2 separate regions of the Sus scrofa genome follow, and region 1 is linked to region 2. A link is a contact called in public HiChIP or PLAC-seq data. All regions are on one chromosome and are shown on one strand. The core of a region is the stretch at or near the end of the contact, and the rest is flanking DNA. Distances in the headings are between cores, read along the strand shown.

The links. HiChIP or PLAC-seq counts read pairs in DNA pulled down with a chosen protein or histone mark.
Region 1: an H3K27ac HiChIP or PLAC-seq map of alveolar macrophages shows a contact between it and region 2. The contact joins two enhancer-like sites. A contact is called at or near these places in 1 of 5 promoter capture datasets (fetal skeletal muscle) and 1 of 2 datasets of contacts at active chromatin or transcription factors (alveolar macrophages).

The regions. Positions count from the first base shown.
Region 1 is chr10:11,823,809-11,828,191 of Sscrofa11.1, reverse strand. It overlaps WDR64 (WD repeat-containing protein 64), which reads left to right. Exons shown (of 28, transcript XM_021064368.1): 2 at 4,376-4,383. Among named protein-coding and RNA genes, the nearest start is that of WDR64, 9.3 kb to the left of the region's middle. Within about 2 kb of position 2,336, at least 4 of the 83 cell types and tissues checked have an H3K27ac peak or open chromatin away from gene starts, as enhancers often do. A contact at or near this core is called in alveolar macrophages, where this site is marked.
Region 2 is chr10:11,639,111-11,644,063 of Sscrofa11.1, reverse strand. All of the region lies in intron 1 of DISP1 (protein dispatched homolog 1), which reads right to left. Among named protein-coding and RNA genes, the nearest start is that of DISP1, 120 kb to the right of the region's middle. Within about 2 kb of position 1,728, at least 19 of the 83 cell types and tissues checked have an H3K27ac peak or open chromatin away from gene starts, as enhancers often do. A contact at or near this core is called in alveolar macrophages, where this site is marked.

The DNA of each region.
Region 1 (4,383 bases), core at 1,087-3,586, 180 kb before region 2:
ACCCAATTACAATGCAATTGACAAGGACAGTTGGTTACTGCTATGATACACAGCAATTTAAGATAATAACTACAATTACAACATATCATTTGTCAGAACATGTCAGAATTTCAGGACTTCCATATAATTTCTGGAATATCTATGTTAATAACACTTACTTATATGATACCATCTAAGAAGTTTTACCACCAGGTACTTGACGCTCCCGTATAGTTTAACATACCAAATAAGCCTAAGTTATTTTTGTCAAGGTGAAGACAAGACAAGACATTCTGTTAACACAGTTGGTCAGCTTCCTGATAATCAGAGAGAAATGACCCCATGGTGCGGGGTTGTGTCTGTTTTTATAGCCCAGGGAGGGGAGGGGTCTCAGGATACACCTGCTGATCTGCTGATTGGTTGGGGAAAGAGGGGTCTTGCGATACCCTTGCCGGTTGGCGGGGGGCTTATAAGGTCCCTGTAGGGGCGGGGTGAGGAGTGGGCCACATACTTTCCTAGTGGGGCAGGAAGGAGGAGGCCAGGTGGCTCCAGGTGGCAGAGGGGGCATTTCAAGGAGAAGCCTGCCTTGCTGATAAGGGTGTGGTCATTCTTGTCTTGGCTAGAAATCCAAGTTAGTTTAAACTTACTCTCTGAAAGGAAAAGAAAACAAACATTTTGAGGTGATCCAGGGGCCCTTTGGAAAACCTCAAAGTTAGCTAGAGGTCCAATGAACTTCATTTAGAATTTGATGTTTGGGAAATTTGTCAAAAATACCAAAGTCTCAAAACACCTGGTCAAATAGGATCATAGGTCACTGTGGGAAAAATACCTGATCATTTAACCAAAGGGACAATAAAAAGTCTCAAAGGTTGTAACGCGTCACTTAAATGTTAAAGAAACACATCCAATCTACTCCCAAAAGCAGTTCAATATTTTAGGAAAGCTTTATCCTCTTAGAGAAGCAATTAAATTCAGGTTTTGTACCCTTTTATCTTTAAAATTCATTTTCTTAATTAAATTCAATCTTATCTCAGCCAATCCTGACTCTGCAAAACGCAAGCTTCCTCCTCCGCAAACCAGCCACAGATTTTTCCATACCCGTGTTTCTCTGTTCCTCATTTTCTTTTCCATTCAGAACAACCAGCTGTCGGGCAAGAAACACCTTTTTTTTCCTTCTAAGAAAATGCATTTCCATTCTTCGTCCCTTATTTTACTGAAAACAAGCTTCCCATTTTCCTTGCATATGGAAATGTTTCCCTTTATTACTTTAGTAGCTTCAGTTACACGTACTATAATTCTTAGCCTTAAAAACCATCGCTCGCAAAAACGAGGCAGGAGAGAAAGATGTTCCTGCGGTGCTCCCGCCCCTTCTCCTCTCGCTCCCCATCGTTGGCGCCTTGCTTCTCCTGCAGGCCCAGGCCTCCTGCTGAGCTCCCTCTGCTGTGGCGTCTGCTCCCAAGCCCGTGGCACCCCGCTCTCTAGCCCCTCAGGCCATGGCACACAGCCACCCCTAGTCCTCTCCCTGGAACCGAGCTCCCAAGCTCAGGTCTCAGTGCCCAGCTGTCGCCCGAACATCCCAGGCCGTGGTGTCCTGGGTGCTGGTGCTGATGGTCTGTGCGGCTGCCTCTGGGCTTTGCCCTCCTCTGTCGGCTGCTGAGCTTTTCTCTGAGGCTTTGAGGCTCCCCCTCCATCCCAGCTGATCTCCCTGTCGGGTAGGTGGCTTCCCACGGTGTGAGGTCCATTCCTCTTTCACGGCTCCCTGTCCAGAGCGCCGGTCCTGTTCTGATTCATTTTTGTGTCCTCTCTCTCTCTCTCTCCCTCTGGTTCTCCCCAGTTGGGTGGAGGGTTTCTTGCCCTTTGTGCAGGTCTGAAGTCTTCTGTCCGTGGTCAGCAGATGTTCTGTGTGAATCATCCTACGCGGAGGTGGGATTTTTTGTGTGTTTGTGGGAGAAGGTGAGCACCACGTCGTATGTCTTACTCCTCCGGCGTCTTGATCAGGAAAGTCCAAAACTGGACTCTTAATTCTCCCCTGGAAATCTGCTTTTCCCACTTCCTCCCTCCCCCAGAGCAATAACCCCATCCTTCCAGTTTTTCTGGGCCAGAATCCCCGGCATTATCCTTGACACCCGTTTTGCTCTCACACTTCAGAAGCTCTTGTTACCGCACCCAGTGCAGGTGCAGGGGTGGGAATTTTGCTCTCTGTGGCGGCCTGAGGCAAGAGGAGCCACCGCAGGAAGAATATGCGACGCTCAGTTTCCTTGCTAAGTCTTTACCCCGTCTCCTCCCTCTCAGCCGGTGTATACATGCACCCACACACAACCTGTGGGAAGACACCCCGGTGTCCCCTTATGCAGGAAGGAGGAAGTGACAGAGAGATTATGATGCAATGAGGGCCTTGTGACTGACACTGTGACATTATGAGCTCAGGATTTTCCTGCAGTGTTTGCCCACGTGACATGCATGAGACCTGACTCAGTGCTTCTCCTGGCCAACATCCCAGCGGCAGTGACTCTTACTGCTACCCACGGGATGGGATTTCAGTCGAAGAATGAGACCCAGGGCAGCAACTGCACCAGCAAGGAGGCGCTGTGACAACTGGGGGGCTTCCACGTTGGCAAATTTGCACTGTTATTTCTGGACAGAAATACAAGTTTCCCTATGTCCCTATGGACAGCAGGGAAGAAAAACGCTACAACCTCGAACTACAGATGAGCAGTTTCAGGATAGCCTTGAGAGGATTTGAAAAATTGGTTGAATGGGTAGCAGCCCAGAAAAGAGATGAAAGAGCCGGCTTGTTTATCCAAAAAGAAGGTAAGATCAGTGATCACAAGGCAGTCCAGCGGGCTCTACGGATTACAACTGGGAAAAGATTTAATCGATCACAGAGAAGCAACACAGCTTAACAGCAGATACATCGAATGGGGGCAAGGGGGGAAGGCAGAGTCCTCATTCTGACTCTCCCTGAATAGCTACGTGGAGCTGGGGAAGCTCTTTTCATTTCTCTGAATGTTAGTTGTCTCAGATGTCAACTTAGGTTGGATTAGAAGTTCCCATCATGGCGCAGCAGAAACGAATCCATGAGGTTGCAGGTTCAATCCCTGGCCTCGCTCAGTGGGTTAAGGATCCTAGTTGCCATGAGCTGTGGTGTGGGTCAGGCGGCTGCAGCTCCTATTCAACCCCTAGCCTGGGAACCTCCATATGCCACAGGTGTGGCCCTAAAAACACCAGAAAAAAAAATCACATTGTTATACAAGGTATGACCTAGCTTCAGCAAAGTGCACTAGTCTTAAGTGCATAACTGGGTAAATTTGGACATATGTGAACATACCTATAGTCACAACCAGATCAGGACAGAGACTAGTTCTAACATTCCAGAATGTTCTCTCATGCCTTTTTCTACAGATAACCACTAAGATAATGTCTGTCTCTAGTAATTAGTCTTACCTGTCACAACCTGTAAATGTTTTGTTCACTCAATGATTTTTTGTTTCTTTCTCTAGAATGTAAACTACCTGAAAAGGGGGTCTTATCTATCTAATTTTCCATTCTAAGTCCACTGTCTACCTCAGGTCTGACACATAACAGTTGCTTGATGCATATCTAAACCCTTCCTGTTCTTAGACTCAATAGCTATACCCCAGTGAATAATAAAATTTATCAAAGTCAGTATTCAATCAACGATGTGGTTTGTGTATGTGTGCATTTATGGCGTCAATTAAGAATCAGTCTTTGCTCTTTGCTTACTTCCATCTTCCACTCAAGATGAATTCTAGCAAACACGCCTGATTAGTAAAACATTTTCCCCATTAAGAAAGAAGTAATTCACTTTCTTATCTTTGTATTCCTGAACCAAATTCCTAAGATAATTGAAAATAAAGCTATGCAGGAGATCTCATCAAAATAAAATATTTTCGGAGTTCCCGTTGTGGCGCAGTGGTTAACGAATCCGACTAGGAACCATGAGGTTGCGGGTTCGGTCCCTGGCCTTGCTCAGTGGGTTAACGATCCGGCGTTGCCGTGAGCTGTGGTGTAGGTTGCAGACGCGGCTCGGATCCCGCGTTGCTGTGGCTCTGGTGTAGGCCGGTGGCTACAGCTCCAATTCGACCCCTAGCCTGGGAACCTCCATATGCCACGGGAGCGGCCCTAGAAATAGCAACAACAACAACAACAAAAGACAAAAGACAAAAAGACAAAAAAATAAATAAATAAATAAAATAAAATAAAATATTTTCTTCTGATTAAGTAATATTTTAACTGAGAGTTTCCAATAAAAAGATCTTTAAAATATACAAGAATCTGGTTTTTATAGGTTGAAATAATGAAACAGATTAGCCAAAAAATGCAATATTGTCATTGGAGCTTTATGATAATGTTCTCGTGCTTTATTACAATGCAGATGTCATT
Region 2 (4,953 bases), core at 479-2,978:
AATCTAGGGAGTTCCCGTAGTGGCTCAGTGGGTTAAAAACCTGACTAGTATCCATGAGGATGTGGGTTCGATCCCTGGCCTCACTCAGGGTTTAGGATATGGCGCTGCTGTGAGCTTCGGTGTCGGTCAAAGACACGGCTCGGTTCCGGTGTTGCTGTGGCTGTGGTGTAGGCCGACAGCCACAGCTCCGACACGACCCCTAGTTCCAGGAACTTCCACAAGTTGAGAGTGCGGCCTTAAAAAAAATATGTTAATCTATAATCTTTCAAAAAAGTTCTAGAAGACAGTCTTCTGATAAGCCGTTATCTAACGCAAGAACCAGGCAGCCAAGACATTCACTTAGACTCTGCAGCAAGTCTTGAAGGAAACACAATAAATATAACAAATATTCGCAAAGCTGTAAGTCTATTACCATGGTTCCAACCCTTCCTGCAAATTAAAATCACTTCAGTTATATAAAAAAAATTTATAGACCCAGGGCCCTGGGCCCAGAGGTTGATTTAATTCATATTTTAATGGGGTGTGGGCATTAGCATTTTAAAACGCTCCCCAGATGATTTTAATGTACTCCTAGGGTTGAGGACCATTGATTTATTCTTTATTTAATTAATGCTGATCAATTTATAAGAGCAAGCAATTGCTACTGAAGAGTATTCAGCATGGGTTCAGGAAATATTGCTTGAAATGCAGAATAATGCTGTCTATTCAAAAACTCCACATTAGGGGTGTGTGTTATAGTATTTGGATTATCTTTACTTCTTTGGGGTTATAATGAAAAGAGGTCTCATCTGTATCATATTTGAAGTTTACGGGGCAGGGATGAGGGTCCAGGGAAGAGAAATCCTTAATGAGACATGAATTTGAGAGACAAGAGTGCAGGATTCATGTGGAACAGTGTTGTGGGAATACAAAACAACTTGTCACATAGCCTCAATTACTCATGGATCATTTGAATAATGTGTAGGCTATGGCCAATTTGACTAATGAGCTTATTTAGCCCTCAAGAAAAATATATCCCCAGCACCTGGTCAATCTCCAACATGAAGTCTCAAGCCTCTAGTAAAAGAGTAGTTCCCTAAAGTTTTGTGCCAAAAAAAAAAAAAAAAAAAAAAAAAAAAATGAAGGAGAAGGAAGAAGGGAAGAAGATAGGAAGGAAAGGGAGTTCCCTGGTGGCTCAGCAGGTTAAGGATCTGGCATTGTCACCGCTGTGGCTCGAGTCACTGCTGTGTTGAGGGTTTGAACCCTGGCGGCTCAGCAGGTTAAGGATCTGGCATTGTCACCGCTGTGGCTCGAGTCACTGCTGTGTTGAGGGTTTGATCCCTGGCCCCAGAACTTCTTGCATGCCATGGGCGTGGCTGAAAAAAGAAATAAAAGGAGGAAGGAAGGCAAAGAAAGAGGAAGGGCAAAGGAAACGAAAGAGAAAATGAAAGAAAAAATACTCCTGCTTCGGACGGCATTTTTAATTCTAGAGTCAGACGACCTCCAGACGGCAGGCTGCTCTCTAGACTCACATCCCCATGAAAACAGAATGAACTACAGGATGCTTTGGTGATAAACAGGACCCCCAAGGAGTGACGGATCTATCTTTAGGCCATAAGATTTCATCTGAAATTATCTGGCCTCAACTAAAACCGCAAAACAGGCAACTTTACAATCGAGCAACCTCTCTGTGTGACTACAGTTCTTCCCTAGTAGAACTAGGATCATGTTACCGAGCTTACGGTGTGTTGCTGAAGAGATCGCAAGCACGTCTAAAGACACCATGAATGTCTGATACTTCACACCTCTCAAAACCTCAAAACTTAGCAGCTCAAAGGAAAAAAACCACCACCGAGATCAATGAAAATGAGAAAATACCACCTCCACGCATGGTGAGGCCCAAGAATGGGAAGGAATCTTTAAAACGTCTTCCATAAAGCCCCAAACTGAGATCAATCACCATAAAGCACTTGAAAGCTGTTTGATTTACATGGTAACGTGTTGTTTCTTAATATCACACTCAGACGTATCCCACTAATGCTAAGTATCCGACACCAGGCTCCACTCCCCGCTGCTTTGTGAAGTTTGAGAAGTAGCAAATCAGATCTCCTAGAGCAGCTCCAAATGGGTTCCTCCCTGCAGGGCACAGCGAATAAAGGCTCAGGGGTATCCTTTAGTCTACAGGCAACTTGAGAAACATATCTCAAGGTATCTGTTATGAGGCACAGTGCAAGACCTCCTTGGACTGAGAGAACGCTGAGATTTACTTGAAACTTAGAAAAACACCAAATTTTGCCTGTTATTCTTACTTGAATTGGATCAGTAAAGTAACTCTTAGCAAGAGTCTGGGTACATCTTTCATAAATCTTTTCCTCTTCCTTACTTAAATTACCACTATAAATGTTGGCCAATTCTATTTGCTTTCCTGAGTATGTTAGATGAGCTGAAATGACATTTATATTGTGCACGTGGCGTTCTTGTTTGCTCACAAAGGTAATGAAATCCTATTTTTCAGTTAAATGGGAGCATGTCCTCATTTGGCAAGCATATAATAAGCACCTAGTGTGTTCCCTGTGAGTCGTTTTCGTGGAATCGAGTATGTGAGCCTGAAATAAGTGAGCCTGTTAAATAGCGATTAAAATGATATACAAATAGAAATTGAGAGAGCAAAGGGCCATCCTCTGCCCCGAGTCCTATTTTTCTCATATACTTTAGCTGCTTTGTTTTATATTTTTTCTGAAAGGCTGAGAGGTTAAGCAGTTCATTTGTCTTTTGATCCTAAACACCCAGTTTTATTTCCTGTGTTGGGATGTGGTCAGAAATTGTAAGTTTTAAGAAATGAGAAATGTTCACGTAGCCAGTGTGTCAAGGCTGTCTGTCCACCATGGGTACGGAGCTGTAAGAGTTACAACATTTGTACTGTTCAGATGCTCTGATCCAACCCCAGAACTCAAAGCAGTTAGAGTCGAAGGGACAGAACTGGTGCAGAGCAAACTCTGAAAAGCAGACGTCCCCCGTTTGCTAAAAAGGTTGAGTGATTCAATACAAACCAAAGAGACACCTCGGATTAGGCTGAGTGTCGGATGGAAGCTCCTTGCGGGGCAGTAGGTTAAGGATCTGGCATTGCCATAGCTGTGGCACAGGTCGCCACCCGCCTCAGGTTCAATCCTTGGCCTGGGCCAACGTCCACAGGCCCTGAGTGCAGCCAAAATTAAAAAAAAAAAAAAAAAAAAATGCTGGAGGAATCCGTTTTACGGTATCGTTTCCCAGAGTGGAAAGGCTAACACGTATTTTCAAAACTGCTCCGTAGGTCAATCATTTCAGACACAGACAGTACATGTTTTTTCATAATCAGTGCAAATAGTTCATGTTCCCAATTCTATGATTCGGGTGTAAGATGTAAACCATGTGAAGCATGAAAAGACACATAAAAAATACTCTGATTTCTGCATATACTAAAACAAAAAATGGATGAATGAAACATAGTCATCCAATAAAATACTCCAATACTCAAGATTTGGCAATGAAAGCATTCTAAGATAATTTAATTAAGAGATGTAATTAAAAAAAAATAACAGCAAGACAATTTTACCATTTTACAAAGTAGAAATGTGTCAGCAGACGTTAAAACCGTGCTAAGTAGTAAACCCACTGTCTACGAGTGGGAGGCTCTAGTGCAAGAGGTTATTTACATAGTTTCGTGACTGCCCAGCCATCAAAGGGAACTGGAGTTTTCTTAATTATAAATACTATCATCTAAAACGACCCTCTTATGGGTAAGAAGGACATATTCATTCTTTTTCTTTCCACAGGAATACTTGCTCAAGAAAATTTTAGCAAATTGTCAAGCATGACCCATATTTCTTACATTAGCACTGAAGAAAATCATTTATGGTCAGTCAATGATTGGCATGAAATACTTCAGTTTTTGTGAAATCTTTATCCAGTTGGGTTTTTTTTTTAATTTTACATTTTTACGACAAAACATACAAATCTTTCACAAGTTAAACTAGTCTGAATTTTTCTACCAGGCACATAGAAATTATCCATTCTAATTTTAAGCCAAAGTAAATATGGCAAATATATTTCAATTTCTACTCTCCCTAGTAAATCCCACTGTCATGTAGTTCTATCACTGCCACAATTAAAATGAAGGCAATGCACCAACATCTAAGCACCTCAAATACAACTTGGGGCGTATTGCGAAATATGTGTGTGAAACAAACATCGATTAAAAACTAAACTTGCTGTGAAAGCTTAGCTCCCAAGTGGATAACTTCACACAACTCCTCTTTTTGTTAAGCTGCAAGATGATAGTATCGTACTATTTTCTTACAGCAGTTAATTCACAAAAGTGACTAAAGCGATTCATACAATTCTGCCTTTATTTTTCTACCAGCTGGCAATGAGAAAAACACATATTTTCCAAATTCTCTGGTATAGATAGCGATTACAGAAGAATCTTAAAGCATAAAACAGCTAAACAGCCTTAACCGAAGCTTTCTTTCCAGCTTCACAAAGACAGCACATCTGAATAAACCTTCTTAAGAAACAACTTACCTTACCTTACTGTGCTAGACTCTCATTCAAACTATTTCAGATTTTCAATGCGTTCAGGTGCCGTTCAAAGTTTACAATGAAAAACAACAGCCCTGTGAGCTGGAATTTTAAATCCAGTCTAGAAGCACAGAGCAAAAGTTCAGTTTTAAATAAATTCTCCCCAAATAATAAAATTCACAGAAACACAAGGAGAGGTATTACCTTTACGGTAAAAGAAGAAAGGTCCCTGGCTCGGGCTGGTCTGCCAATGACTGCAGCGGCCACCGCCAAACTGGCCACAGTAACACAGCACAGCAGAGAGCCACAGACCGGAGACGCAGGCGCGGGACAGACTGAATGACAAGCCCATGCCCCTTGCTTTGAATTAGGCGTGTTGGGGGCTGGAACTTTCCCTGCTTGCTCTCCTATAGGACA